2 separate regions of the Mus musculus genome follow, and region 2 is linked to region 1. The links are chromatin contacts, called in public promoter capture Hi-C maps. All regions are on one chromosome and are shown on one strand. Each heading gives the region's core, a stretch centred on a gene start, on an enhancer-like site or on the middle of the called end of the contact. The rest is flanking DNA. Distances are from core to core; before and after follow the strand shown.

Region 1 (7,058 bases), core at 3,121-5,620:
TCTGGTGTCTTCCCGTACCCGCACATATGCACGCACACTCACGCAAAAGTATTTTGGAGGGTTGAGAATAGAGTTCAGGGATTCAGAGAAATCACTTGGCACACATCAGGCCTCCATTTCAATTCCTAATACCAGAAGGCAAAAAAGGATTTATTAAAAGACTGGATATACTTTAGAGATGAGAAGGGGGCAAAGCCGGAACTTCTCCGCTAACTGAATGTCTAACCAGCGAAACCACCTGGCGACAACTTTGACGGGCTCTTTTCTGTGTTCATTTCATCCCACAGCCAACAGAAGGGACGGTTGCTTATCACAGGATCTACCAGAGCCAGGAGCTCAACTTTCTACACTAGGGTAGTCCTGCCTGCTGAGATGAACATTTCTAGGAAGGCCCAACATTATCTTTAAGGGAAATTACAAGAAAGAAAAAAAAAGAAAAAAACAAAGAAAGAAAGAAAGAAAGAGAGAGAGAGAGAGAGAGAGAGAGAAAGAGGAAACTAGTAACAGTATTGCTTGAATTTCCCACGCTGCTATAAAACAATCTGAATGTGCACAAGGAGCCTAAAGCCATCTCCAGCTGCTTGCTTGTGACTTAACGACCTCTTTGGTCAGATAAGCCATTTTTTTTTCTATGCCTCTCAGGAAAACAAGTACTCAATGCTTTTTTTTTCTTTTTTTTTTTTTTTTTTTGGTTTTTTGAGACATGGTTTCTCTGTGTAGCCCTGGCTGTCCTGGAACTCACTCTGTAGACCAGGCTGGCCTCGAACTCAGAAATCCACCTGCCTCTGCCTCCCGAGTGCTGGGATTAAAGGCGTGCACCACTACGTCTGGCTCAGCGCTTATTTTTAATAACCCAATCTTTTTCCACTGGTAACTTATTTCAGCATCTTACTACTTTTTAAAGGTTTTCAAAATATCTAACCTCTGCAATGTCCCAATGCTTGCAGAAGCAGGCATTTGCGTCTCAGCAGATAGAAGAAATGGACCCTCCACAACTGCTTCCCTGTCTTAAAATCCTGAAGCTTACTGCAGTTATAAGTTTTATGACGCTTACCTGCATAATGACCCCCACCCACCCAGCTCAGAGGCTGAATAAACATTTTAAACTACCTCTAAGAGAGTATTTCCCAAGTTTTGTAACTCTTAGCATCTTAAGAAGGGTTGTCTGGTTTTGTTTGAAACCAATCTGCTACATGAGACTAGAAAGCTGGGCTGAGGGTCCCGCATGTTGCTTACCTGAGATACTTCTGATTCATGTCTGCCATCGTCTATTGTCTCAGTACTAACTGACTACTATTTAACCAACACCCACGCAAGCCTCAGGTCTTTAACAGATAAAAAAAAGAGTAATATTCATTCCTGTCTAATTTTTCCTAACTGAAGGCCACATCTTCCATGCTATTAAATGGATCCTGCCCATATAGCAGGCTGTCCTATATATTAGGCTGCTTGGTGCTTTCAAAGTGTGTCATTACACTAAATTTGAGGTCAGCAACTTCAGAGTCATGATAAAAAGCATGTTCCCTTGTCTGCAAATAAATCTTGCTATATAGGGCTTATCAAGAGAACAATTAAGAAGCTGGCTCTTAATGTGATAATGGACCTCAAATTTAAGTGTCTGAAACTCTAAGAAAAATCACCCTCTGTCCAGCAACTGTTGTGTCAGACACACACAAAAACACAGCAGACCAAGATTTTAGCTTTTGTTTCTGATTTCTAACACGTTAAGGTGGAATCAAACCATTAATAACTAATTCAAATCGACTTTCTAGCCAAACCTGTTTCTTTCTGCTAAAACTTAATAGCTCTCCTGTGTTCTTCACCTCAGCTACCCGGGGCACCTTGGAGTTACACAAGGGCATCCAATAGGCTTGGTTTGAATGGGTTCCCCCAGCAGCTGGGAAAGCCCCTAGCTTCCTAGTCGTCGGAAACTTTGAGATTTCACCTACTTTTTGCAAAGCAAAGACATCTGATGTCAGTTATAAAAACCCACCCGGTAAGCCCAGTCTTACTTAGTCAATACTGTACTTAGTCAATACTGTAAGACTTACACAGTCTTACTGCCAGTCAATATTGTGACTGAGTGGTAAGCAGCTCATGTGACAGAAACAGGAGTGGCCATGTAGGTGTAGGGTTACCTTAGAGAAAATGAGGAAGAGGGATACAGAGAAGAAAGAGAGCTTAAGGAGGTTTTCATCCCTCACACAGCAGCGCAGGACCTTTTGAACCTTTCCCCTGGCTTCATTAATCCAGGAAGCAGCAACTCTTTACAAACACCAATTAAGGGTAGCAGCATGCTCCATTTATAAATAGGGAAACTGGGGTGTTTGGAGCCAGAGGAGCCCAGCTATGAGTCAGGGGCTAGTGGACGTCAGACCTAGGACTGGGAAACCCCCATCTCCAGCATGGAGATGCAATCTATCTTGCAAGGGGAATGAAATAGTCATATAAGAAACAGTTAAACAAGAGACGTGAACATCCATCTTGGAATGGGGCGAGATGAAGAGCTGGCAGTCAAGCCCTGCAAATGGCATTGAATCCAGAGAGGAAATAAAGTTAACTTCGGCTTCCCTTCCGCAGATACAGTCTGGCTTGTAAGACGCTGTGTTCAGAAATGCCTATTCATCGGTGGCCACAAAAACGACATCAGGTATTTCAATTCTAAACATTGCTTGCTGAAACAGATCCTACCCTAGCCTGGAAAATTCAGCTCCTCTGAATCCTGCCCCATCCCAAGACAAAGTTAAAAGGCCCAGTGTACCTGAAGTACCAGGAAGGAACATAAGGATATGTTTTTCGGCCCAGGGGGGTTTGGTTGTTAACAGAGCTGGCATCTATAAGGTCAAGCAAAGTACCCAGTTAGGCTAATCCAAGCTCTTTGGTACACGAGATAACCGTAATCAAAGGTTCCATTGGTTAAAGTGCCCTTTGCAAACACCAGTGAACAAAATAAAATAAAGTAAAATAATCTGAAGACTTTCAAGTGGCCGGGCGTGGTGGCACACGCCTTTAATCCCAGCACTCAGGAGGCAGAGGCAGGCGGATTTCTGAGTTCAAGGTCAGCCTGGTCTACAGAGGGAGTTCCAGGACAGCCAGGGCTACACAGGGAAACCCTGTCTCGAAACAAACAAACAAACAAACAAACAAACAAACAAAAGACTTTAACGTGAACTGGAGTTTGCCTAACTTTTTCTGCAAAATTAGGATGTCCTGTCAGAACCTTCAATTAAGGGGCCACAGGTAGGCTAGTGAGTAGCCACGGTACCAGGAATTAGAACCAGACAGAATTTACCAAACTCCAAAGAGCAACAACCTATTCTACTCACTTCTACTGAGTCAGTAACAGATCTTGGAACAATCATCGACCACTAATTCAGATCCCAGACAAACAACAAACTGTTCTAGCGTTCATTCCGAGGGGTCGAATCAGATGGGCATGAGAATCAGCAATCACCAGGCTGGTGGTTTTTTTCCCCCACTCTTGTCCTCCCAGGATCGTCCAGCTCTGGGGGCCCTAGGCTTTCACTCCAAATAGCTACCCTCCCTGGCCCAAGGGTTCTCAGCTCAAAGCCTCTCAAGTTCAACAAAATACTCAGGGGAGCGTCCATGCAAGATAAAGCGGATACCCCACCTAATAGGAATTCTCCTACCTGCATATTATTTCAGTTCACCAAAACTTCATCTAGTGCTTAGTGTGCTGTGCGGTCTAAGGGCGCCCTGAGGATTCAAAGGTTCTCCTATCTTCCAAAAGCCCCCATAACTGGGAAAGCTGGAAACTGACAGCCCGAAGAGAAGCTGGGTTAGGTGAGCCTGCGGGCGAGGGGGAGCCAAGGGCCATCCTCCCATAGCGCGGTAGCTGCCACTCTCGCCCCCAAGGTGCACTGCCCGAGCGTCCTTCCTCCCCTGGACTCCCCGCGCCCTGCAGCCACTCACTGCTTCTTCCTGCGGCCCTGGTCCCGGTGCAGCTCCCGCAGGTCCACCTCGGCGCGGCCCAGGAACTTATCGAGACCGAGCAACGCGCGGTGCAGGACGGTGAGCTGCAGGGTGGCGGCGGCGGCCGGCGCGGCCCCGGAGGACAGCAGCGGAGGCAGCTCGAAGGTGGCTTCCTCGCGCCACACGGGCGCGCCCAGGCTGCGCTCCGACACCGACGTGGCGTACTTCTCCTTGCCCACCTGGATCACCGCGTACGCGTCGCTCGTGCCCCCGGGTCCCTTGGCCCGCAAGCCCCGCGCCTGTAGCACCGTCACCTGCACGTGGGTAGGGGACCACATGGTCCCCGGGCCCCGGCCCGCTGAGGCCGCCAGGGACATGGTGGCAGACGCGGCACCAGGCTAGGAAGCCAGAAGGTAGCCGCTGTCCTCGGTCTGGACCGCCCACCGGGCTCCCGAGCCGCTTTAATGCTTCCGGCCACGCCCCCACCACGCCCCCTGCGCCCGCGCGCCACCTGCCCTGGGGGCGGGCCTCGCGGAGAAGGCGGGGACCTAAAGGTCACGTGGGCTGGCGCAGCCTGAAGAGTTTTGGATCAGAGAAGTAATGATGCACTAAGTGGTCCCCAGTTGTCTGAGTCCGTATGAGGGAACAGGAGCAAGCCTGATCCGCCTAGCAGCAGATGTGAGACTTTGCCTCAGTTTCTTCTTGCGTAAAACGAGGCGACAGTCACCCCTTGGATTGCTGTAAAGAAAGTAATACATTTAAGTTTATAGCATAGTTGCATGCCTATGGGAAGGGCTCCGAAAGTGGTAGCTATGCTTGGGTTATACCACACCACTCCAGGGATGCTTCTCCTGCTCTGGTCCCCTGGGTACTGCTCTGGAGGAAGGCGGGGAGCCAGGGATGTTGTGAGAGACTGTGTCGGGGAAGCGGAGGGTAGGTGAGGGACTAGCCTGTGCTACTCTGCCCTTACCACATAGGGTGAGGCTAGGTTAGGAAGAGCAAGAAGGGGGAACTGGAAACGGGGTTGCCAAACCGAACCCCTCGGTTCCCCATTTCTTCCTACGTAAGCCTCTTGCGTCCTCTCTGGGCTCCATCTCTGGCCTCCCACTCGGTTTTCTTGTTCCCAGTCAGTGTCTAGCAGATTGGTGACTTCCCTGAGTGTTTCGGGTCATCCTTCAAAGGCTGAAATCTCCGATGGTGAGTTATTCAGAGTGGAAATGTAACTTTGAAAGCCTTAAGGTTCAGGAAAGATGTGACACGTCCGAGTTCTTACATTAAAGCTGGGGATAGAGCCCTGGTGCCCTGGCTCCCATGCTAGAACTGAGGACACCTCCCGCGCTACAACACTTTAAAGGTTTCCAGACACACACACACACCCCTCCCTCTCCACTGAGCTCCCTCTGGTCGACCAGCCTACTGCTTTCCCGACTTCTGGAACCCCTGCAGTGTTGAATTACCGCCAGCTGCGGTACTTCTCACTTAGACTCTTGAAGGCATTCCTTTTTTGGGTCCCACCCCTTTGTTTTCCTTGACTTCTGGGTAAACAAACCTGCAGCCTAGAGAGTTTCTCTCCCTGGGGCCCCAGCTGTCCCTTATCTACCTCACTGCTTGTCACAGATTTCCACTTGACATAGCTGCCTGAAAGACAGGTGACTTGTTTAACTCCCTGCTTCTCAGTCTTGCGGGGGGGGGGGGGGGGGGAGAAAATAGGACTGCCAAGGTGGCTGGGTCATACAGATTATGAACACCAGGATTTGGAGTTATACATCAGTGTTAGACCTGGCGAGCTAGAAAGCTCACTGGAAGGCTATGAGCAGTGGCATCCTTAAACTGAGCCCAGTTGGGAGGTGGTGGTGCCTGTGAAGAGCATGCCAGTGACAGCCATTTGCCTTCATTTCCCCCTGGGGACTGTCTGCTCTCTGTCCCATCTGCCTTCACTTTACCCATCCTTGCTGTCTATACTCAGCTGGCTGTCCTGCTTGTCCAATGGGCCCTACTAGATGAACTCTACATCTGGGGTCCAAATTGGCTTTGGAAGTTTACAGCTCTGATTCCCTCCACACTCACTTATATATATATATATATACAGGGGTTGGAGAGATAGCTTAGCAGTTAAGAGCACTTGTTGCTCTTCCAGATGACCCAGGTTCTATTCCCAGCACACACATGGTGGCTCATAACTATAGCTCCAGAGGATCTGACAGCCTCTTCTAGCCTCTGCAAGCAAAACACCCATATACATAAAATTTGAAAATTTATAAATATTTATTTTTACTATTTGTACACACACAGAGAGAGAACAAGCTGATCTCAAAGGTCTCTTTGTCCTGTCTCTGTCCTCTGGGGGCTGGGATTACAGACATGGGTCATGTTGCCCAGACTCACATTTTCTGTGCTGCTTCCACGAGAAGCAAGCAAGGATTGACCCCAAGCTGGATGAGCAAGAGGTAGCATCTCTTCTCTCGTGGAAGGGATAAAGGGAGGGAGGTGGGGCGAGAAAGAACCACGAGCGTGCGTGACCTCATGTGTTTGGGTTTCTGTCAGGCAGAGACTCTGGCTAAGAGAGATGGCAGGGTGGAAGAGGGCAGTGCCACTTCATCACCAGCACACACCAGGGCCTTTTTTTATTTTATATTTTTGACTCTCAGTTGGGGTTCGCTGAGATGCCTGGGGCTGGGCTTAGCAGTGATGGGGGTGGTGACTGATGGGGGCGGGGCGGGGGGAGGATATCAGACATGTCAATAAAGAAGGAACAAGGTGTTTTCCAGCCAGATATGGACCTACAAGATGGCTGTTTCCTCTTTTTTTTTTGGGGGGGGGGGGGGCGTCACACTGTCTTTAAGACTCAGTGACTGAGTGAGAATCTGTCTGCTTTGACAACACTGTAACCTGACTAGGGATACACGGGCACAGTGACAAAGGCTACAAGACAGACAGTTGAGAAGGTTCTGGCCGCCCACCAACTAACAGCACCACCACTCCCAGGCAGCTGGCTATCCCAGAGGCAGGTCTGCAACCATAAAGGGCCATTGGGAATGTTTGTAAATACCTCCCGAGGTCAGGGCGGAGTGAAAGAACTGCACTTCTTCCCACCTGCCCCGCCCACTCCTGGGTCCACCTGCCCC
Region 2 (6,097 bases), core at 2,307-4,806, 4.0 Mb after region 1:
TCACTATCACATCCACAACTTTTTTAGCATCCTGAAAGAAAACTCCTTAATTATCAGCCATCCTCCGTTTCCTTCTCCCATCTCCTAGCAACCACTGGTCCATGTCATGCCTTGATTGGTATGCATATTCTGGGTATTTCGTGTCAGTAGAATCATATAGCATGTGCCTTTGTCACTGGTTTATTTATTTTGCCTTGAAGGTTCTTCCATTGTGTCATATGCATCAGAATGTCACTTATAGCTGAGGGTGTTGTTCAGTATGTGCTCAGCATGGGTAAACTCAGCACACATTCAATTCCCAGCACCAAGCACTCTCACCAAACAGCATGGAAGAAACCAAGATCTTTCATTAATTATATCTAAGTAAACTCCCATCGTGTGTTTCTTTCACCCTTCCTTCACTGTGCTAGCTTTTGTTATCATAACAAGATATCTGGGTAGTTAACTGATGAAGAAAAGGGGTTTGCTTCACAGCTTCTAGAACATTGGGCCTGTGGCCCATCATCCAAGGATTCCACAGCAGTATGGTCACTTACGTCATAGGCTTGTTTGGATATGAACTCTAACCCCAAAGGCCCATATGTTAAAGGCTTAGACTCTACTTGTGGCACCACAACAACATGGTAGAAGCTTTAGAAGTAAGGCCAAAAGTAAAGGATTTACATCAACAGAGGGCTGTGTTCAAAGGAGACACTAGAAATCTGGTCCTAGTCAAATCCCCTGTTCCTCTCACTCTGCCCCCTCCCCGTGTGTGTGTGTGTGTTTGTCTGTCTGTTTGTCTGTCTGTCTGTCTTTGACTTTCTTCCCAGATGCAGCATTTTCTGTTTCTTTTCCCCCACCGTGATCTACTGTGTTACCACCAGCACAAAGACAGGGAACACCTGAGACCACAAGCCAAACTAATCTTTCCCTCTTTTTAGGAATAGTCTCAAGTATTTGTCTCGGTAATGCATGACTGGTAGGCAAAACCTGCATAGCTCACAGTTTTGGTATCTCCCAACAGGCCCACCTCAGGGACCCCCTTTGATATGGTCATTAGGGTAATGTAAGCTACAGATAGCATTTATCTCTTTTTCTGTGAACTGATCCCACTGCCTAAGAAGATTGTGGCTGTGAACATCCATGTTCAAGTTTTCGTACTGGTACAAGAATTTAGTCCTCTTGGCTATACATCAATGAAGACAGTTGTTAAATCTGGTTCAGCTCTGTGTTGACCCTGTTTACTTTGCAGAGAAACTGTCAGACTGTCCTGCAGCAGCTGCACCGCCTCATGCGGGGCGGCATTGCGTACCGTCTCCCCAAATCCTTGGCCAAGCATTTTCAGTGCCACTCTAGGGAATGCGACTTGACAATTCATTCACTTATTCATTCTTTATTTATTTTGAGTCTCATGTGACCCGACTAGCCTTGTACTTCTGACCCTGCTGCCTTGACCTCACCAGTGCTAGGTGTACAGGCACATACCCTATCCCCAGTCTCCTGTCCTGCTGGAGGTTCTAGTCCATTGCCTGTGCAAACACACTCCCAACTGAGCCATGTTACTGTTTAGCCCAGGCTGGCCTGGATCTTCCTGCTTTAGCCTCCTTCAAGTTGGTATTATAGTCATGCGCTACCACACCTGATTTTCTCTTAAAAATAATTATGTAAGGGTTTCACATGATTTCCGAGTTAAAGCGATAAAAGTACACATAGAGAGATCTTGCTTCTATTCCTTCATTCTGTTATTTCCTGACACATAATTGTTTATACATGTTATTTACCTTCCATTTCTACTTTAACACACAAGGAAATGCATATATCTTACTCTCTATCTTTCCTTCTTTCTTACAAGAGAGCATCTATCTACCCTTCCTCCCCTCTGCTCCTTCCACCTATCTATATTCCCAGAGTTCCATGGTGTTACACAGAGACTGCTTTTTCTCCCTCACTGCAGCTGCACCAAGCTGCATTGTGTGGACGCAGCTCCATGTAGCTGCATTGTGTGGGTGGTCAATCCAGCCTGTCCTCTGTGCGTGGACATGGGCATTCAGGATACATTTGTTGCCTTGACTAAATTGTGCCAGGCACTAGATAGAAGTAAAGGCATGGCTGGCTCGGGCTTTGGGAAACCCAGCGAGAGATCTCAACAATACAGAGCACTCCTCAAGTCTGAAAGGCGTCTGGATCCACTGGACACAAAGGGCACATGCTACAGAAAAGAAACGTCCCACACAGTACAGACACAATAACCTCTTATTGACTGGCCTCAAGCTGCTTTTGTTAAGGGAAGGTTTCTCTTGGAAGTGGTTAGCAGTGATTGATCAGAGTGCCACCAATTGGTCAGAGTGGGAAAAGCCAGAAGAAAGAGGTTCCGAGTTAGAATTCTAATCACCAGATTTTCTTGGAAAGAAGAAATGTAAATTAATGTTGGTGCTGTTGCATAACAATGGGAACTAACACCTCTATGAACTTTATGCTGATCAGATATTGTTCCCGGCATTTATGTACATTAAAAATTGTCCCAACAGTCCTAAGAGATGGGGACCAGTAATTATCTACATTTGTTTCCCCAATACAGAAATTAAGACATAGAGATCTGAGCTATTGCCGTTTGCAAGAGGTCACACAGAGAAGTGAAGGGGGGAAAAAAAGCCACACAGGCATCACTGGTAGTGTAGTGGCAAATAGTGTAACACTAAGAAGAGCATGTCTTGGAGTGGAAAGATGGTTCAGTTAAGAACATGCCATGGCTAACAAACTCCAGAAATTCAAGTTCAGAGAACTGGACACTGTTTTCTGGCTTCCGCGGGGACCAGGGGGGGCACCAGGTACACATATACGCATGTGAACAAAGCATTTATACACATCAGAGTAATAACTTAATAAAACAATTTTTCTTAGAAAGAAGTGAATTGTACCAGAGCGACTTGTAAGAAGCATAACTCTGTCACTTTCAGTTTCTCTTAGGAATGGAATGTACTTTAGTAATAATGTATTAGTCCCAGGTACCCTGGACACTTTCCACTACCTAACCAGTAATCCTACCTGACTGAACCAAGAAGTAAAAAACAGGGCATAACTCTAATCTACACAAGAACCAGAAGTGGAGGATCCTCCTAAGTTCATGTCAGACGGGTAATGTGCCCACGTCGTAACAAGGTTTATGGGCGGCACATGTCACGCAATGGCGTGAACACCCAATCATCACGCTTTATGAACCAGAAAGGATCGGCCTTACTGTTAGCTTGCGAAGTATCGAGTAAGTCTCACCAGTTTTTCAAAGAGGGTGACTAATATGCTGCCGCTCTATTTAGCTTTTGCACACAAAATCTAGTACAATTTCAAACTGTTACTAGGATTTTGCGAGAATTCTCTTGTTTCTAGCCTAGCAGATGAAATCAGGAACAAACTTAATGAGCGAACGCTTAGTTATGCAAATATATCCTTCATGCTCCACCTTTTACCCCTTCCTTCTCTGACGGACTGTTTGTTGCTTTCTGGTCGCGAGTCGTAAAAAGAAGCGTTGCGGCTCCGCTGGCGGAAGTTAGTTTTGCTTTACGGCTACAATGCTCTCCAGGGCCGGAAGTTGCGGAATACAGCTACCGTACTGGAAGAGCGCTTGGTTTCGGGAGCCTTTTTGGTGTCACGGTTCAGTAGTTTGTCTTTAAAATTAACTGTTTTTTTTTTCTTTTTTGAGTTTTCGGAAAGACAAATTTCGCTACGTGTTAGGAGCTTGAGGCTCTCCTATTTTTTTTTCGAGACAGGGTTTCTCTGTGTATCCCTGGCTGTCCTGGAACTCACTCTGTAGACCAGGCTGGCCTCGAACTCAGAAATCTGCCTGCCTCTGCCTCCTGAAGCGTGCGCCACCACTGCCCGGCTTGAGGCTCTCTTCTTACAGCCACTTTACTGGGTGGATTGACACTCGATCCTTGCGTCAAGACAGTGAGACATCTCGCCTTTTAGCTGTGCCTGGTTTTAGTTCTGTTCGTTGGGGGACACCGAGCCCCGGACGACCTTCCCTCCGAGACTCCAGACACCATCCCCATTTGGTCTCTGTCCCCCCCCGGGGGGGGCGGGGGGGGCGAGCCCAGCCCCTCCGGTGCGACTAGGAATGAAGCTGGACAGTGCCGAAGAGAAGTCGGGGGTCGGCTGCTCCCTGCCTGCAGAGGGCTCTCCCCCGGCCCTCGAACCAGCCTTCTCCAAGATTCTGAACCGTCTCAGCCGCCCAAAGTCATCAGGACAGGGCGGCGCAAGAAATGCGGCTCTTAAAGACCTCGGCGCTTTAATAGAAGCCGCCGAAGGTGACAGATTCTTTGAGGGGAGTGGGAGTGGGGGATCCCTCCGGGGGATGCCCGAGATCCTGGGGCAGGTGGTGAGAGCCCTGGAGAAGTTCGCAGCACCCGAGGAGAAGGCAGATGGGGTCGAAGAGCATCCCGAAGTGCCCGAGAAGGCGACTGAAGTTGGCTCACTGTTTCTAAAGCTGTTGGGGAAGGTTGAAGCTGCCAAGAGTTCTCCCGACTGCCCTGCGTGGAAGACAGGCCTCCGTCACATGTCAGGACCCGTGTATATTTTTGCCATCACTCACAGATTGAAGCAGCCATGGACCAGTCCAGCATCTCAGCATGTTGCTGGTGAGGTGCTGTCTTTATTGCTTAGAGTTACTGAGTGCAGTTCTGTGGCAGGATTCCTATGCGGAGAAAATGAAGACGATCGAGGGAGATTTGCTGTGGTCTTGGGGCTTCTTAAGCCCCATTTGAATAAGTGAGTAATGCTCTTTTCACTATTATCAGACAGATAGGGGTGCTGAGATAATAGATTTCTTAAGGACCGGAACGGTTGTGGCTTACTAGAGACGAGGAAATCATATAGCAGCAAATTCAAGATTAGAACTGAAGTCATCAAATTCCATTTTCTCCACCAAATGACTGCCTTGGAAAACTGGAAATTCTGACAATAGATATGGAAGATTCTGTCCCATTTATATGGAATCGAGTATCTTATGCTAAGTACCCATGGGTATTTGGAGAAGACCCAGTCTTTCAGCATGAATTTAAATACAGGGACTTCTAACTTGTTCATAATTATTGGATAAAGTGATTATAAGGAATAATAATTGGGATGAAACTGAAAACGATTTGTAGTACGTGGTCTGAACTAGATTGCTATCAGCGTTTTGTTTTGTTTTTCAGCTAGGTCTTAATTTTATCTATTTATATTTTATTCACTTATTTTGAGATATGGTCTCACTGTGTACCCTTGGCTGGCCTGGAACTTTTACGTAGACCAGGCTGGCATGGAACTAACAGAGGTTTTTCTGCCTCTGATCTCTGTGGGTGTTACCACACCTGCCCAAGGCAGGTTGTTTTAAAAAGATTTTATTGGGCTGGAGAGAGGGTTCAGTGGTTAAGAGCACCGACTGCCCTTCCAGAGGTCCTGAGTTCAATTCCTATCACCCACATGGTGGCTCACAACCATCTGTAATGGTATCTGATGCCCTCTTCTGGTGTGTCTGAAGACAGCTACAGTTTATTAATATACATAAAATAAATAAATCTTTTTTTAAAAAGAAGAAGAAAAGAACACTTCTTTTTAAAAAAGGATTTTATTAATTTTAATTATATGTAGGTGTGTGTCTGCATGAGATTGCAGGTGCCTGAGGAGGCCAGAGGTGTCTTATTCCCTGGAGCAAGACTTACATATGACAGCTACCTGACATATCTTGGATCTAAATATGGGTCCTGTGGAGAAACAGCAAGTGCTCTTGACCACCGAGCCTTCTCTCTGGCCCTGTCAGGCAGCGTTTCGTGTAGCCAAGGATGTTGGCCCTGAATCTCTGATCCTGCTTCCAGGTGCTGGGCTTACAGGCAAGTGTCTCACCATGCCTGGTGTATGCAACTGCTGCGGATGGAGCCCAGGGTTTTGTTCATGTTAGACAAGCACCTTACCAACTGAGCTAGATCCCCAGTCCTCTGGCTACAGAATGATGAGGTGAAATAAACCTAGAGTTAAAAGGCTTTTAAACTAGTCCCTCCTTCTTTTTCTACTAAGACATGATTATAGGCTGGCTTTGTACTTCCTATGTAATCCATGTTGGCCTTGACTGGGAGAGATCCTCTTA

Evidence for each region. Promoter capture Hi-C pulls out the DNA fragments that hold promoters and counts their contacts.
Region 2: a contact with region 1 is called in a promoter capture Hi-C map of second pharyngeal arch cranial neural crest. The contact joins the promoter of Tti2 here to the promoter of Rab11fip1 in region 1. A contact is called at or near these places in 2 of 39 promoter capture datasets (cranial neural crest and second pharyngeal arch cranial neural crest).

Annotation. Positions count from the first base shown.
Region 1 is chr8:27,170,276-27,177,333 of GRCm38.p6, forward strand. It overlaps Rab11fip1 (RAB11 family interacting protein 1 (class I)), which reads right to left and starts at 4,371. Exons shown (of 6, transcript NM_001080813.2): 1 at 3,934-4,371. The coding sequence starts at 4,310.
Region 2 is chr8:31,146,760-31,152,856 of GRCm38.p6, forward strand. It overlaps Tti2 (TELO2 interacting protein 2), which reads left to right and starts at 3,557. Exons shown (of 7, transcript NM_144927.3): 1 at 3,557-4,740. The coding sequence starts at 4,091. It overlaps Snord13 (small nucleolar RNA, C/D box 13), which reads right to left and starts at 3,199; the gene lies at 3,102-3,199.